Linked DNA regions of Mus musculus: regions 1 and 2 are each linked to region 3. The links are chromatin contacts, called in public HiChIP or PLAC-seq maps. All regions are on one chromosome and are shown on one strand. The core of a region is the stretch at or near the end of the contact, and the rest is flanking DNA. Distances in the headings are between cores, read along the strand shown.

The links. HiChIP or PLAC-seq counts read pairs in DNA pulled down with a chosen protein or histone mark.
Region 1: an H3K27ac HiChIP or PLAC-seq map of thymic regulatory T cells shows a contact between it and region 3, with 2.9 times the contacts expected there. The contact joins the enhancer-like site here to the promoter of Fbxo11 in region 3. A contact is called at or near these places in 5 of 39 promoter capture datasets (the 3T3-L1 cell line, 3T3-L1-derived adipocytes, hippocampal neurons and 1 more), 1 of 484 Hi-C or Micro-C datasets (Th1 cells) and 7 of 115 datasets of contacts at active chromatin or transcription factors (astrocytes, effector CD8 T cells, embryonic forebrain and 4 more).
Region 2: an H3K4me3 HiChIP or PLAC-seq map of bone marrow-derived macrophages shows a contact between it and region 3, with 2.9 times the contacts expected there. The contact joins the enhancer-like site here to the promoter of Fbxo11 in region 3. A contact is called at or near these places in 1 of 39 promoter capture datasets (cranial neural crest) and 4 of 115 datasets of contacts at active chromatin or transcription factors (bone marrow-derived macrophages, embryonic stem cells and forebrain).

The regions. Positions count from the first base shown.
Region 1 is chr17:88,401,248-88,405,629 of GRCm38.p6, forward strand. No RefSeq gene overlaps it. Among named protein-coding and RNA genes, the nearest start is that of Gm23947, 11 kb to the left of the region's middle. Within about 2 kb of position 2,259, at least 74 of the 459 cell types and tissues checked have an H3K27ac peak or open chromatin away from gene starts, as enhancers often do. A contact at or near this core is called in Th1 cells, effector CD8 T cells, memory CD8 T cells and 1 more, where this site is marked.
Region 2 is chr17:88,339,806-88,344,066 of GRCm38.p6, forward strand. Gm31615 (a long non-coding RNA gene) reads right to left here. Exons shown (of 7, transcript XR_877113.1): 2 at 4,127-4,189; 3 at 185-250. It also overlaps the pseudogene Gm22542. Among named protein-coding and RNA genes, the nearest start is that of 1700116H05Rik, 34 kb to the left of the region's middle. Within about 2 kb of position 1,661, at least 38 of the 459 cell types and tissues checked have an H3K27ac peak or open chromatin away from gene starts, as enhancers often do. A contact at or near this core is called in bone marrow-derived macrophages, where this site is marked.
Region 3 is chr17:88,064,211-88,068,470 of GRCm38.p6, forward strand. It overlaps Fbxo11 (F-box protein 11), which reads right to left and starts at 1,835. Exons shown (of 23, transcript NM_001081034.3): 1 at 799-1,835. The coding sequence starts at 1,042. It overlaps Gm45950 (a long non-coding RNA gene), which reads left to right and starts at 1,915. Exons shown (of 2, transcript XR_385899.1): 1 at 1,915-2,357.

The DNA.
Region 1 (4,382 bases), core at 1,009-3,508, 340 kb after region 3:
CTGTGCACTGTGTGTCCTGTTGGACGGCACCATCTGTCTCAGACACAAGCTTGCTCCCAGCATCTCCTGCTTTCTCTGCCCCCCTGCTGGCTGCGAGGGTAAGGTCTCACTGTGCCATCCATCCACTAATCCGTTCTCTAAATATTTATGGGTACTTTAATACACGATAATTTCAGCTCTAAGCCCTTACTCGCTCTATAGCATGGCTCTGCAGTGCATAAACTATTTTATTAAATAGTTGGATAAATTTTAAAATTAAAGCAGTACATATATTTCTGGGAAATATCAAGAAATTTGAATGCACATGTAATCCTAACAAATACTGTTACATATTTCACTGTGTATCTTTTTTGATTTTCATTTTTACCCCTGTTCTTTTAACTTGAAAGATTTCAGTCACATAAAATATTAGAGCTTAATTAAAAAAAAAAATTCCTCCAGCCCATTCCCTATAACATCACACAAGCCGATAATGTCCCTTTCATGATTCTTTCTGTCCCCTGCTTTTTCTATTACATTTATTTGTGTCTGTATGTGTGAGTGTGTCTATATGAATGTGTGTGTGTCTGTGAATGTGTGTGTCTGTATGTGTATGTCTGTCTGTGTGAGTGTACGTAAGGGTTGTTAATATGTGAGTATGTGTGAGAGGGTATGTCTGTGTGTCAGTAGGTATGAGTTTGTGGGTCAAAGTGTCTGTGTGAGTGAGTGTTTATGTGTGTGTGTGTGTGCGCAAGTGTGTGAGAGTGTATGTGTGTGCACATGCACATTTTGCAGTCTTGACAATTGAATCTGGGGCCTCATGTTTCATGCATCCATGGTATATGCTCTGCAACTGAGCTTTAACCCCCAGCCCTGTTTTGTTAGACTCTAAAACTTAAAATGACTATAGTCTCCTGCGATTAATTTTTATGTTTATCTTTTGAGATAGGGTTTCACTTTAGTCCAGGCTGTGATCTTCCTACTAAGCATCTCAAGTATTGTGATTGCAGGTATGACTCACCATCACTCCTGATTGCAGTTTGCCTTTTTGGGAGGTGGTACTAAAATGACTTTAGAACAAGTATGGTCTAAGCAAGGAGGTTAAACATGTAGGCTAAGGAAAGAACGATGTTTACGATATGAGAATATGTACCTGCGAGTGTGCGTTTCTGAAGGGACTGGCTTGCTCTCTGCTTCAGTCCCTCACCTTTCTTGGAATTATTTCCTTTGCCATCTGTAGCTCTACTGCATTCCTTTTCACCATTGTGTTTTAGAGACTCTGATGGAAGAGTTCATGATAATTCACTTATTAACTCTTCCATACACTGCAGCTAGTTTGTTCCCAATACATTGCTAGAAACGGGGCGATTGCCAAGCACGGTACTTTATACCTGTAATAACTACTTTTGACAAACCGAGACAGGACGACCCTGGCAAGTTTGCTGTCATCTTGGATTACGTATCATGTTCCAGACCAGCTTGAAAACTCTAATTAATCAATCAAGTAATCAGTCAATGTCTGCCCCTATCCATTTGCACACATAAAGGTAAATTTCTTCAGAGTACACATTTGAGAACAAAATTAATCCGAAAAATATGTAAATTACTTGAATATTACCAAATGGTCTTTCAATGTGATGTGTTAATTTGCACCCTTTTTAGTAATGTTAGCATATTAGATTTTTTTTATGTAGAGATATATAGGTCTGGGGATGTAGCTTAGGGATAGTGTATCTAGTTGACCTGTGCTCAATCATTAGTACCACAAAGAAGAAGGACAGCCATGCCTGCACTCACATTTGTCACTTGTGTGGCGTGGGCATCGTGAATGTGTCCGAGCTCAGAATCCCCAAGCCTGGATGTGCTTATTTGCATATCTTTCCACAGCCCATTTCTGTTCATTTTCCTAACTCTCAAGTCCTACAGACAAGTCCTCCACTGCTCTCTAGTTCTGCTTGCCTTCCTCGGCTCTCCTGACTGCCCTTTACATCCCCTGGTGTAGTCAGTGTTTCAGGAGCCCATGCTGTGGTTGTAAGCCATGTCCTCAGCCAGGGCTACCAGCCTCTCCCCAGGACCCTGTACCACATGCATGTCCAATTCCTGAGAAGACGGACAAAGATGAGACGCTTGCTTTTCCTCCCAGGAGAGGCCTTCCTGGTTCCATAGCAGCTTCCCAGGAGCGGCCCTCTTCACTCATTTGGCAGTTGCAGTGCAGATCCACCTGTGTGTGTGAGAGAGAGAGCGTTCAATTACACTTTCAGTTTCAATGACTGTATGTTTTCACTTTTGTACACAGGGTTGGATGTTCCAGCCACACAGGATGTGTGTGATGACACATAGGCAGGAAGTAAGTAGACGGGAGCTACATCAGGATGTACGCTTGCCCCCATTGGATGAAGGTGGGAGTACAGAGCCTTATAAAGCACACTGATTTACCAATTGGGATGAACACACACTCCATCCCAGCTTTTCTCCTCTGCAGCTATCCTAGAAAGACTGCCTCTGGAGAGCCCGGCTTTTCTTTCACACTTTCCTAAGGACAACGGTGAATACCTTAGCTGATCTTCTTAAGCCTACTGTAAGTGGTAAACTATTCTTTGGGGAAAACCGTAGTCATATTACCCCTTCCTCTGAGATTATCATAGACATGGTCACATACAGGTCAGGTGCCTTTCTTTTCTTTTCTGATCTCCAACTCACCAGCCAAGGAGAACCTTGAACTTCTGCTCCCCCTCTGCCTCTACCTCCAAAGACCTTGGATTAGAAGTATGCATCACCGCACCAGTGCTGGGTATGGTCGTAATAGAACCCAGGGCTTTGTGGATGCCAGGCAAGCAGGCTCTCAACCGAGAGCTACACCCCCCATCCAGAGGTTATATAAAACACCCAGCTACGTGTTTGTTTTGAGACAGTCATGTACACCAGGCTAGCCTTGAACTTATGAAGTGGATGAGGCTCACTTTAACCTCTGAGTCTCTTGACTCCCTAAAGCACCACTACACCCGCTGCCTTTACTTTTTTTAGTTCTCTAAAAACAAACAAACAAACAAACAAACCTTTTGATACTAATAAGATTACAGCGATGAGATCCAGTGTTAATTTCACTGAGTCCACATCAAGGTAAATACTTCAAGTGGCAGAATTGCTCAGAAAAAGATTTTTTTTTTTAAACTGAGAAAGTTCTTAGAGCACTTCAGCCGCTATCTTAACCCCCTGCCGAATTTAGGTACCTTGAGGAAATAATCATTCATTAGGAAGTGTGAGAAATGTCGTAGGTTGATTCTGTTTAAATGCCAATTAGCATGAACGAGGGGCATGCAAATACCACCGCCAGAGAGGCCAACCCAATGTGGAATTATTTCAGAGCAATTAATTCACTTCCAAGCTTCTAGTATTAGCACCACCTTATTTCCCTTGTGTATTCAGACAAAGTGTTTTTAAAAATCAACCAAAAACTGTGATGCTCTGCCAACAAGATTCTAGAGTGAAAGACAACCCCCTAGTCAAATGTAAATTGTAGCCGCATTAGTATGCTAATGAGCTAACAGATAAACTGTGGGTCAAATTTTCCCTTCCTCAGCTTAAATAGCCCTTGAAAAAGACCTCTTTCTAAATGTTTACGGAACCTAGGAGCAGCGGCAATTAAGGTTTATTATATGAAAATTATCTGTTCAGCGATATGAAAAATTAATAAAGTCAGACACGGTTCCTCCTAATGACTTACAAATTGTGGAACAGCGTGATATGGAAGAGGCAGACCTACGGATGCGAAGTCTTAGGAAGTTCTTCAGTAGCAGTTCATTTTGTTTGAAGATTTAAACGGGAGTCAGGGAGAAAAACAGTTCTGAAAAGGTTGAAGGTTGAACCTTTTGCAGCAGGAAGTGAACGGTGGTTAGAGACGATCGGTTTTCTCTTAAGCACAGTCAGAGGCTTCTGGGTGAAGCGACCCCATCACCTCCCACCCTGAAGGAAGCAGTCCAATGCTTTATAGCCATTTCACCTTCCTAGCTTCTATCTCCCCACTTTCCTATTATACATGCCTTAAAACCTGAATGCCGGAAGCTCTCAAGATGGCTCAACGAGTAAAGCGCTGACCGCTGAGCCTGATGAACTGAGTTCGAGCCGTAGGACCCATGTGGTGCAGGTAGAGAACCACTTCTACTTACATGTGCTGTCCGCGCGCGCGCACACACACACGCACACGCACACCGTGTATGTACATATACACGTTTGCATTTAATTTAATTTAGGAAGAAGTCTGATTGTTTTGTAGCACTCAGCTCAGCTCCTTGCTCCCAGGTCTGGTTTAAGAAAGCGACCTGGGAGCTGGTGAGATGGCTCAGCGGTTAAGAGCACTGACTGCTCTTCTGAAGGTACTGAGTTCAAATCCCAGCAACCACATG
Region 2 (4,261 bases), core at 411-2,910, 280 kb after region 3:
CTGCCCTGACTTCTCTTCATGATGGACATAGTCTTTATGACGTAATCTCCCCCCACCCCCACAAGTTCCTTTCATCATAGTGCTTTGTCATAGCAACAGAAAAGCAAAGGAGGACCCACCCTTACCTGCCGAGCCTTCTTGCTGACCCCAAGAAATGTAAAGCTAAACAGCAATGGGCAATTACCTTAGCCAATAACACGTTGTCAATTCAAGTTTCTGAGTTGTGGGAGAGCGAAACCCAACAGAAATCCTGGAACGACAACCAGGCAATATTTTTTTAAAGGTTGTTTAGCATTTAGCACATCAATCCCAAGAATTTATTCAGATAGAACCACTCTGGGAGGAATGGCTTTTGTCTATGGTTACTTGTCGTTGTTTTGCTGACCGCTAGGGGTTTTTTAGGAGCGACAAGTGGCATGCTTCCAAGCAGAGTGCTGAATGAACCGTTATATACGGGCGTGGCACAGTAATCTCAAAGTGATGTTTGAGAAACGGGTATGTAGTCTGCTACTGAGTGAATAAAAAGGGGGAATACGCACGTAGTTTTTGCTTAAGATGTCTAAAACATATCTTGGGGAAGACACACATGAAACATATCAGAGCCACAAACCACACTTGCATCCCTGCATCCCACAGATGCTCTCTAGCCATGTTCTCAGGGTACCTGGGCAGGACTGTTTATTAGAACATGCAGCCCCTACTACAACAAGGCCAAACCTACTAATAGTGCTATTCCCTATGGGCCTACTGGGGAGGGGGAGGATTTTCATTCAAACCATAACAATCTGTGAACACGGCTGACTCAAGACCACAAAAGAAGTTGTCTCATGATGCTACTGGTTTAGTTTCAAGAGGTAAACACCGGCGAAAGCTTGGATAGGGCTAGGATTGTGCAAGTTTGAGCTCTGTGTATCAGGAGTATAGGAAGGGGGGCTGGAGAGATGGCTCAATGGTTAAGAACACCGACTGCTCTTCTGAAGATCCCGAGTTCAAGTCCCAGCAACCACATGATGGCTCACAACCATCCGTAATGAGATCTGACGCCCTCTTCTGGTGTGCATGAAGACAGCTACAGAGTACTTACATATAATAAATAAATCTTAAAAACAAAAGATGAGTAGAGGGAGGCAAGATCAGACAGTAGCTGAGGTTAGCCTAAATCTATGATGAGGTGAGGTCTGCCTAGCCCACCCTTTGCCTGAGTAGACCTACTCAGGCAATGAGAGCCAATGAAGGGACAATAGATGTGCAGTCCTGTGTGCACACTATGCGCTAGAGCTGAGCAATGGTTCTGAGACACCCCATCTTCTAGAAATCTCTACCACAATAGCAAATCTTGCTACACGGGTCCTCTTTGTTTCCAAATCTGCATCTCTGGTTCTAGGAAGCTGTCCTGCTGTCCTGCTGTCCTGCTGTCCTGCTGTCCTGCTGTCCTGCTGGGCTCCTCCACACAGCCCTTCAGCCCAGAACAGTGGGCAGCTTTGAATGGGCTGGGAGCAGAGCATTCCAAGCATCGTTGTGGCATTGTCAGGTGAGCAGTGACATTGTCAGTCTTGGCAGTACTCCCATCCCAGGAGTAGGTGATCTAGTTCAGCCCAAGCTCCAGTCTGGGACGTGTTTAATTTCCAAAAGGAATCTTATCAGGCCACAGACCTGGAGAAGCCACCCAGAAGAGAGGCGTTTTCTCTAAGGGTGACTTGTGTGTCTTGCTCACGACATTCTAGCTTATCCTTAAAAAAACAATGTAGAAAGGTGTTTTTTTGTTTGTTTGTTTTTGTTTTTTTTTTTTTTTTTGGTTTGGTTGGTTTTTGTTTGTTTTTTGTTTTTCAAGACAGGGTATTTCTGCGTAGCCCTGGCTGTCCTGGAACTCACTTCTCATCTGCCAGGCTGGCCTTGAAAGAGGAACAAAGGTCACTTGCCCTTTAGGGACTTTAAGATCCACTTTGAAAATCTTTAATCTTCCTGTTTCCTATGTGCTGAAAACTCCTTTCTGCTGTTTCTGTTTTTCTATTCCCCACGTGTCAGCAAGGCGTAAATGACCGCAGAGAAGGCACTTCCTGCTTTAGATAAAATGCTACTTCATGGAAAAGAGAATTAAGAATTTTTAATTTAAAAATAGATGCTGGGGGTGTGGCTCTCTGGTAGAATCTCTGCCTGGCTTGTGTGAAGTCCTGGGTTCAATCCTCGCTGCCCCCCCAACACCCTCAGTGCCTGAGAGGGGAAAAGAATTCAGAATTTCTTAAATTCCTCAAGACTCATTCACTGTTGAAATGTTAATGTTTTTCTAGCAAAATATCTTACCTCATCTTGCTACTGCCTTTCATATTTTTTGATAGTGAAATTTATTACTTTAATGATTTCTCAATGTACTATTGAATATTTGTTTTGTTTTGTTTTGTTTTGTTTTGTTTGTTTCGTTTTTTGAGACAGGGTTTCTCTGTGTAGCCCTGGCTGTCCTGGAACTCACTCTGTAGACCAGGCTGGCCTCAAACTCAGAGCTCCCCCTTCCTCTGCCTCCTGAGTGCTGAGATAATGCCATTTTTTTAATGGCAAACATTTGGTTCCACAGACATTTTATAAAGAACAAACGGAAACGTTTAACAGATTGACACGTTATCCTTGTGCAGGAGCATCTCCGTATTGCTCCATTTTTAATATATGTTCTGCCAAAGTGAACGCCTGACAGTCACCTGAAAAGGTAAAACTAAGAGATCTTTCAGGTAAATTTCATTATTTTATCACTTTCCTCAAACACCTTAAAGAATGAGTCCTACATGGTAAGATGGAGATCCTCACCCGACACTCAAAGCCTGAAGCCTTTTCTTGTACCTCCCCCTCCTTCCCTCCCCCCTCCCTCCTTCCCTCCCTCCTTTCCTTTCTTTGTGAGCTGAGGATCAAACCTACTTGCTGGGCAAGTGCTTTACCACTGAGCTACAGCTCAGCCCCAGCTCTAATTTCCTGCCTGAGCTCTCAGTAGAAGCTGGATCTGTTTGCTCAAATGCATCTATAAAATATCTCACATGCTCTTGGTGCTTGACCGTCTCTCCGTCTCTCCGTCTCTCCGTCCCTTCCACTTGCCCAGTGTTTACAGTTGCTTAACTGTGTAGCTTTGGTCTTATCTCCTTCATAATGGAAGGTCAAAGAGTCAGTGAGCTCTCTCTCTCTCTCTCTCTCTCTCTCTCTCTCTCTCTCTCTCTCTCTCTCTCTCTCTTACACACACACACACACACACCTCCTGTCTCATCTGCCATTTGCCACGCTGTCTCATGACACGTCTTATACGCTCGTTTCTCTGTTTCATCCCTGACATTCTTTATGGTGTCATGTTTGATGCCCTTTTTCATTTCTGTTCTGAAAGAAAGATCTCTCCATGTTTCATTCTGGCTAGTGTGTGTATGGCTTCTGGGTTTCAGTACCAGAAAGGACACCAGGAAGCCCTTGGCATGCTGAGAAGTCTCTCTGTGGGGCTTGCCCTTGCTTTGGTCAAAGCGTGCCATCCCTCAAGCGTGCCGCTGTGTCCTAGATGCGCTGGCTCAACCAACAGAAGGAGCCTTCTCTCTTTTTTTCCTCTGCCCAAAACAGACAGGCTTTCCTAGCCACCAAGAGAAGCCAAACGAGAAACAAACACAGAGAAAAGAAAAAAAAAAAAGACCCTCTTATAAATTTGGATCCTTAACGTGAGCGCAGACCCAAGGTTTTCAAACCATCTTGTTCCACAAGATGCTTGCAATGTCTGCCATCAGTTCCCAAGTAAACGCAGCAGCACAGGGTTTAGGCTAAAATTGGGCTTCTTCCCTCTCCCCAACTCAGGCTGAAGAGCTGCATTTCACAGCCCGCGACTTGCTCACTGACCATATGTCCTCCAGTCACGCATTCCCCAACGTGCTCATCTGTAAAATGAAGATATTAAAGAAGTCGATGTGTGATTGAAGGTCGTGACCCAGGTAAAACCGAGAGCATATATGGAAGGCTTCCGGTGGACGCCAGCCACAGGACACGGCATTTCACAAGCAAGGGGTGGGGGCAGAGGTGGAGGGGGATCTGGGACAGGCAGGACAGGGTGCCTCAATTTCAGCTTCAGCCACCCCCATTTCACACTAACTAGCAGGTTCTATCTCCTACTTACGGCATCTCCTTTCATTCAAAGACACATTCTCCCAGGCTCCGTGGCTACTTTTAGGAGCTCGGTCTGAAATCAATCGACACAAAATGATGATATTTTAATACAGTAAAAAGCAAAAACATAACAATGACATCTTAA
Region 3 (4,260 bases), core at 585-3,084:
TTCTACGGCGAGGGTGCTCAAACCCACCCGGAGACCGAGGGGAGCACCGTGGCGTAGTGGGTTGGAGAGGAAAGGGGGACGACACAGCGGAAGGGTAACTGCACTGCACACGAGGGAGGGGGCTGGAAATGGCCGATAGCTTCTATATTTATTTATTTAAAGGTATTGATTTAACGGGTTCTTCCCCGGGGTTCTGTAACTAAAGGCAAACTGTGCAGCAAAGATGTTGTGGTCGAGAGAGGGGCCGAGGCTCCCCCTGCCCTGCGACCTGGAAGGGGGCACGCAAGTTCCCCAGCCAGCGCGGCGGACCACTCCGGCGCTCCTCTCCCCCTCCTCCAGGGCAAGGGGGAGCCCACAGAGAAGGGGAAAACAAGTTCCCCGGCCAGCCTCACCGCCCCACGCAGCCAGCCGTCCCCCCACCTACCACGAGAAAGGGGGAGCCCAGATCGAGCCAGGCGCAGAAAGGGGGGAAATCCCACCCTCCTGCCCGCCCCCGGCCGCGAACAGACTCCCGTGGGGTGGGCGAGCCAGCCGGGAAGCCCCAAGGAGGGGTGGGGACGGAGGGTGCCAGCCCCGAAACCAAACAAAGCGCGGCCTGAGCCGCAGCCCGGGCGGATCGCGCAGCCGCGGCTTTTCCTGCCGGCCAGGCCCGGCCGGGCCGGGCCCAGGCGAACACTGCGGCACGGTGGGACCCGCCTCCGCTCGGCCTCCGTCTCCCACCCCGGGCGCGCCGCCGCCGCCGCCGCCGCCCCCGCCCGGCCTCCCGCCCGCCCAGCCAGGCCCCGAGCGCGGCCTTACCCCTCTCGCCGGCGTTGTTCCGATCCTGAGGCGGCGGCGGAGGCGGCGGGGGCGGCGGCGGGGGCTGCTGCTGCGGCGGCGGCGGGGGCTGCTGCTGCGGCGGCTGCTGGGGCGGCTGCGGCGGCGGCTGTTGCTGAGGCGGCTGCGGCGGCGGCTGCTGCGGGGGCTGCTGCTGCTGCTGTTGCACCGGGCGCGGCCGCGACACTCGCCTGGGTCTCCGGTTGGCGGCTCGGACGGAGTTCATTTGCCGGGCTGAGGTGGCGGCGTTGGCGGAGGGACACACACACTCACGCGCACACGCACCGCGAGCTCCGGGGCCGGGGAGGAAGGGGGTGGGGAGCGGGAAGGAGCGGGGCGGCCGGGGACGCGGGGACCGGGGGGCCACCGGGCGTGAGCTTCCCCCGGCTCCGCGGGGAGGCTGGGGGCACCACCGGAGCTTGAGCGAGGCCCGCCGGCCGGGCCTGGCGCACGGGCAAGGCCGAGGCCGCCGGGCGGGGCGGCCGCGAGGGACGCAGACAGAGAGACGGGCCGGGCAAGAGAAAGAAAGAAAGGGCGTCCGTCCGCCTGGGGAGCCCGAGGCGAAGCGCGGCGGCGGCCGAGCAGACGAGCCGGGCCCGCCGACTCCCGAGCGGCGTCTCCGGCAGCGGCGGCGGCGGGGGGAGTGGGCGGACGGGCGATCTCGGAGAGGGCGAGCCGAGCGGGGCGGGAGCGCGCGGGGGGCGCCCGGCTCCTCCGTTCCTCGTCCTCCCCCCACACCCCCTGAAAGAGCGCCCTGCGAGGAATTTTCTCTTTCTTCGGCCTCTTCTCTCTCCTCCGCCCCCCCCACCCCCACCCTCGGCGAAGGGGAAATGAGTGTAAAAGGGAGGAGATAGGGGCAAAAGAGGCGTCGTCGTTCCTCCTCCTTAAAGGAACCTTCCCTCCTCAGCCCCAGCGCCGCCGCCGCCGCTGCCGCTGCTGCTGCTGCCGCTGCTGCTGCTGCTGCTGCTCCGTGGCAGGAGGAGCCATTGACACCGCCGGAGCCTCTCCGCTCAAGCCCTGTCGGTCCCTCCCCGCCGCGGGGCTGGCCGGGGGGCGCGGGGGGAGGGCCGCGAGCCGGCGGGGGAGGGGCGGGGGCGGGGACAGAGGGGGCGTGGATTCCGGCGGGGCCTGACCAATGGGAAGCGCCCGTACGGTGTCGGAGCCAATGGAGCCTCCTCTCTTATCGCGGAGCCCCCTTCCTCCAACACCCTGTTTCCTCTCTCGGGTTTCCTCCTTCCCCGACGGAGGAGGAGGAGGAGGAAAGAGGAAAGGGGGGAGTGTGGCAGGGCGGGTGATAATGGGGAGGTATCAGGGCATATAATGGAGCCGGGGGTGGGCGAAGGAGCGGCAGTACGTAGCGAAGGTTCTAGGATAGGAGGTGCTCTGAAGGAAGGGCGGGGGCTGCTGATGCAATTGGGAGAAGTGATTAATCCTGCCTTTTGCCGGTTCAGCCTCCCTCCACCCCAACCTTCACCTGGTTCTCTTAAACGCCACAAGGAGTGAGGGACTCCGTCTTGGGTAACTCCGGATTTCTGGGCTCGGTAGGTTCAAGCTCTCAGCTGTAGGGAGCGCTCCAGGCTCTGTGCGTTTTTAGTCCAGCTGAAGGGATTTATTTGCAAACCTTAAGAAATCTTGTTTCGGCTCTGCTGAGAACTTAAGAGAGAGTCTGGAGTCGGTTCCAGCTTTTGTCGCCCAAACTTTCAGAATGTTTTAGATCTTTAACCAAGTTAGTTTGCTTTAGGCTTTTTTTTTGGGGGGGGGGGGGGGGCAAGTGGTCTACATGGTGTTCCGGAAGAAGTAAAATAAAACGGGTGGAGGTTGTGATGGATTATATTGGTTTTGTTTTAGGTCCCACGAAGTCAAGAAAGATAAACCCCCGAGAGGAATAATCTTTTGTATCTGTGTCTGGTCCCCTTAGCACAATCTCTCCCCAAGGAAAATGTGTTTCTATTCCCTGGCCGCCGTTATGAAGACTGAAAATGTACTCCGCTCACTATTCCTTATTGCATAGCTAGTGGTTTATCTCTGGATTCCCTCATTTCGGAGCTGTCAGTGATTTTCTACTTGAATTTCATTGATTGCTTTCTAGGCTTAAGATAGATAAAACATTACAAAGCTTCAGAAAGGGAGGGAGAAAAGTGAATTCTAAGGGACGCACAGGAGAGGTAAGTCTACGGTATTGTGCTATGTGTAAATTACAGATTTTTTTCTTTTTTTCTTTTTTTCTTTTTCTTTTTTTTTTTCTTTTTTCTTTCTTGGTTTTTTGAGACAGAATTTCTCTGTGTAGTCCTGGCTGTCCTGGAACTCATTCTGTAGATCAGGCTGGCCTCTAACTCAGAAATCCGCCTGCCTCTGCCTCCCACGTGCTGGGATTAAAGGCATTCGCCACCACTGTTGGCAAATCACCCTTCTAGATGTCAGACATCTCCTGCCATTTAAATAATAACCTATCATATGATGTACAATTGCTGGGTTTTTTTTTTTCTTTTTTGGTCATGTGATTTTCAAAGACTCACAATCTTTTCAAAACCTGTATGTGAAGACAGCTATTTGAAAAATATCTTGAGGGGCTAGAAAGATGGCTCATCCCTTAAGAGCACTGGCTGTCCTTCCAGAGGTCTCACTTCAGTCCCAGCAACCACATGGTAGCTCCAACTATCTGTAACTCCAATTCTAGGGCATCTGTCCCCCTCTTCTGGCCTCTGCAAGCACCAGGCATGCACTTGGTGTACAGACTTGCATGCAGGCAGAACTCACACATAAACCTTAAGAAATTATTTTATTAAAAAAAATCCAACAATTCGAGTCATGCATGAGTAGCTAAAGCCTATATTCACAGAATTCTGAAGGCTGAAGCAGAAGGGATAGCAAGTTCTAGGCTATCCCGATCTGCGAAACAAGATCCTATCTGACTAAATACATAAACAGTATTAAAAATGTCATGGTTGTTAACTGGGTAAAAATGAGCATTTATGGTTGGATTTAATAAACATTGAGGGAAGAGTTTTAAAAATCTGGAAGTAGCATATTATAATTGTGTCCATAATTCTAATTACATTAAACAGGTGGATTTCTGAGTTTGAGGCCAGCCTGCTGTACAGAGTGAGTTCCAGGACAGCCAGGGCTTTACAGAGAAACCCTGTCTCAAAAAAACTAAAATAAATAAATAATTTATGGTTGTTAGCTGGGTGAAAATGAATGTTTATGGTTGGATTTAATAAGCATTGAGGGAAGAGTTTTAAAAATCTGGAAAATAGCATATTATAATTGAGTCCATAATTCTAATTGCATTAAACATTTGTAGCTGGGTAGTGGTGGCGCACGCCTTTAATCTCAGCACACAGGAGGCAGAGGCGATGGTTCTCTCTGAGTTCGAGGCCAGCCTGGTCTACAGAGGTAGTTCTAGGACAGCCAAGGTTATACAAAAAACACCTGTATCTTGAA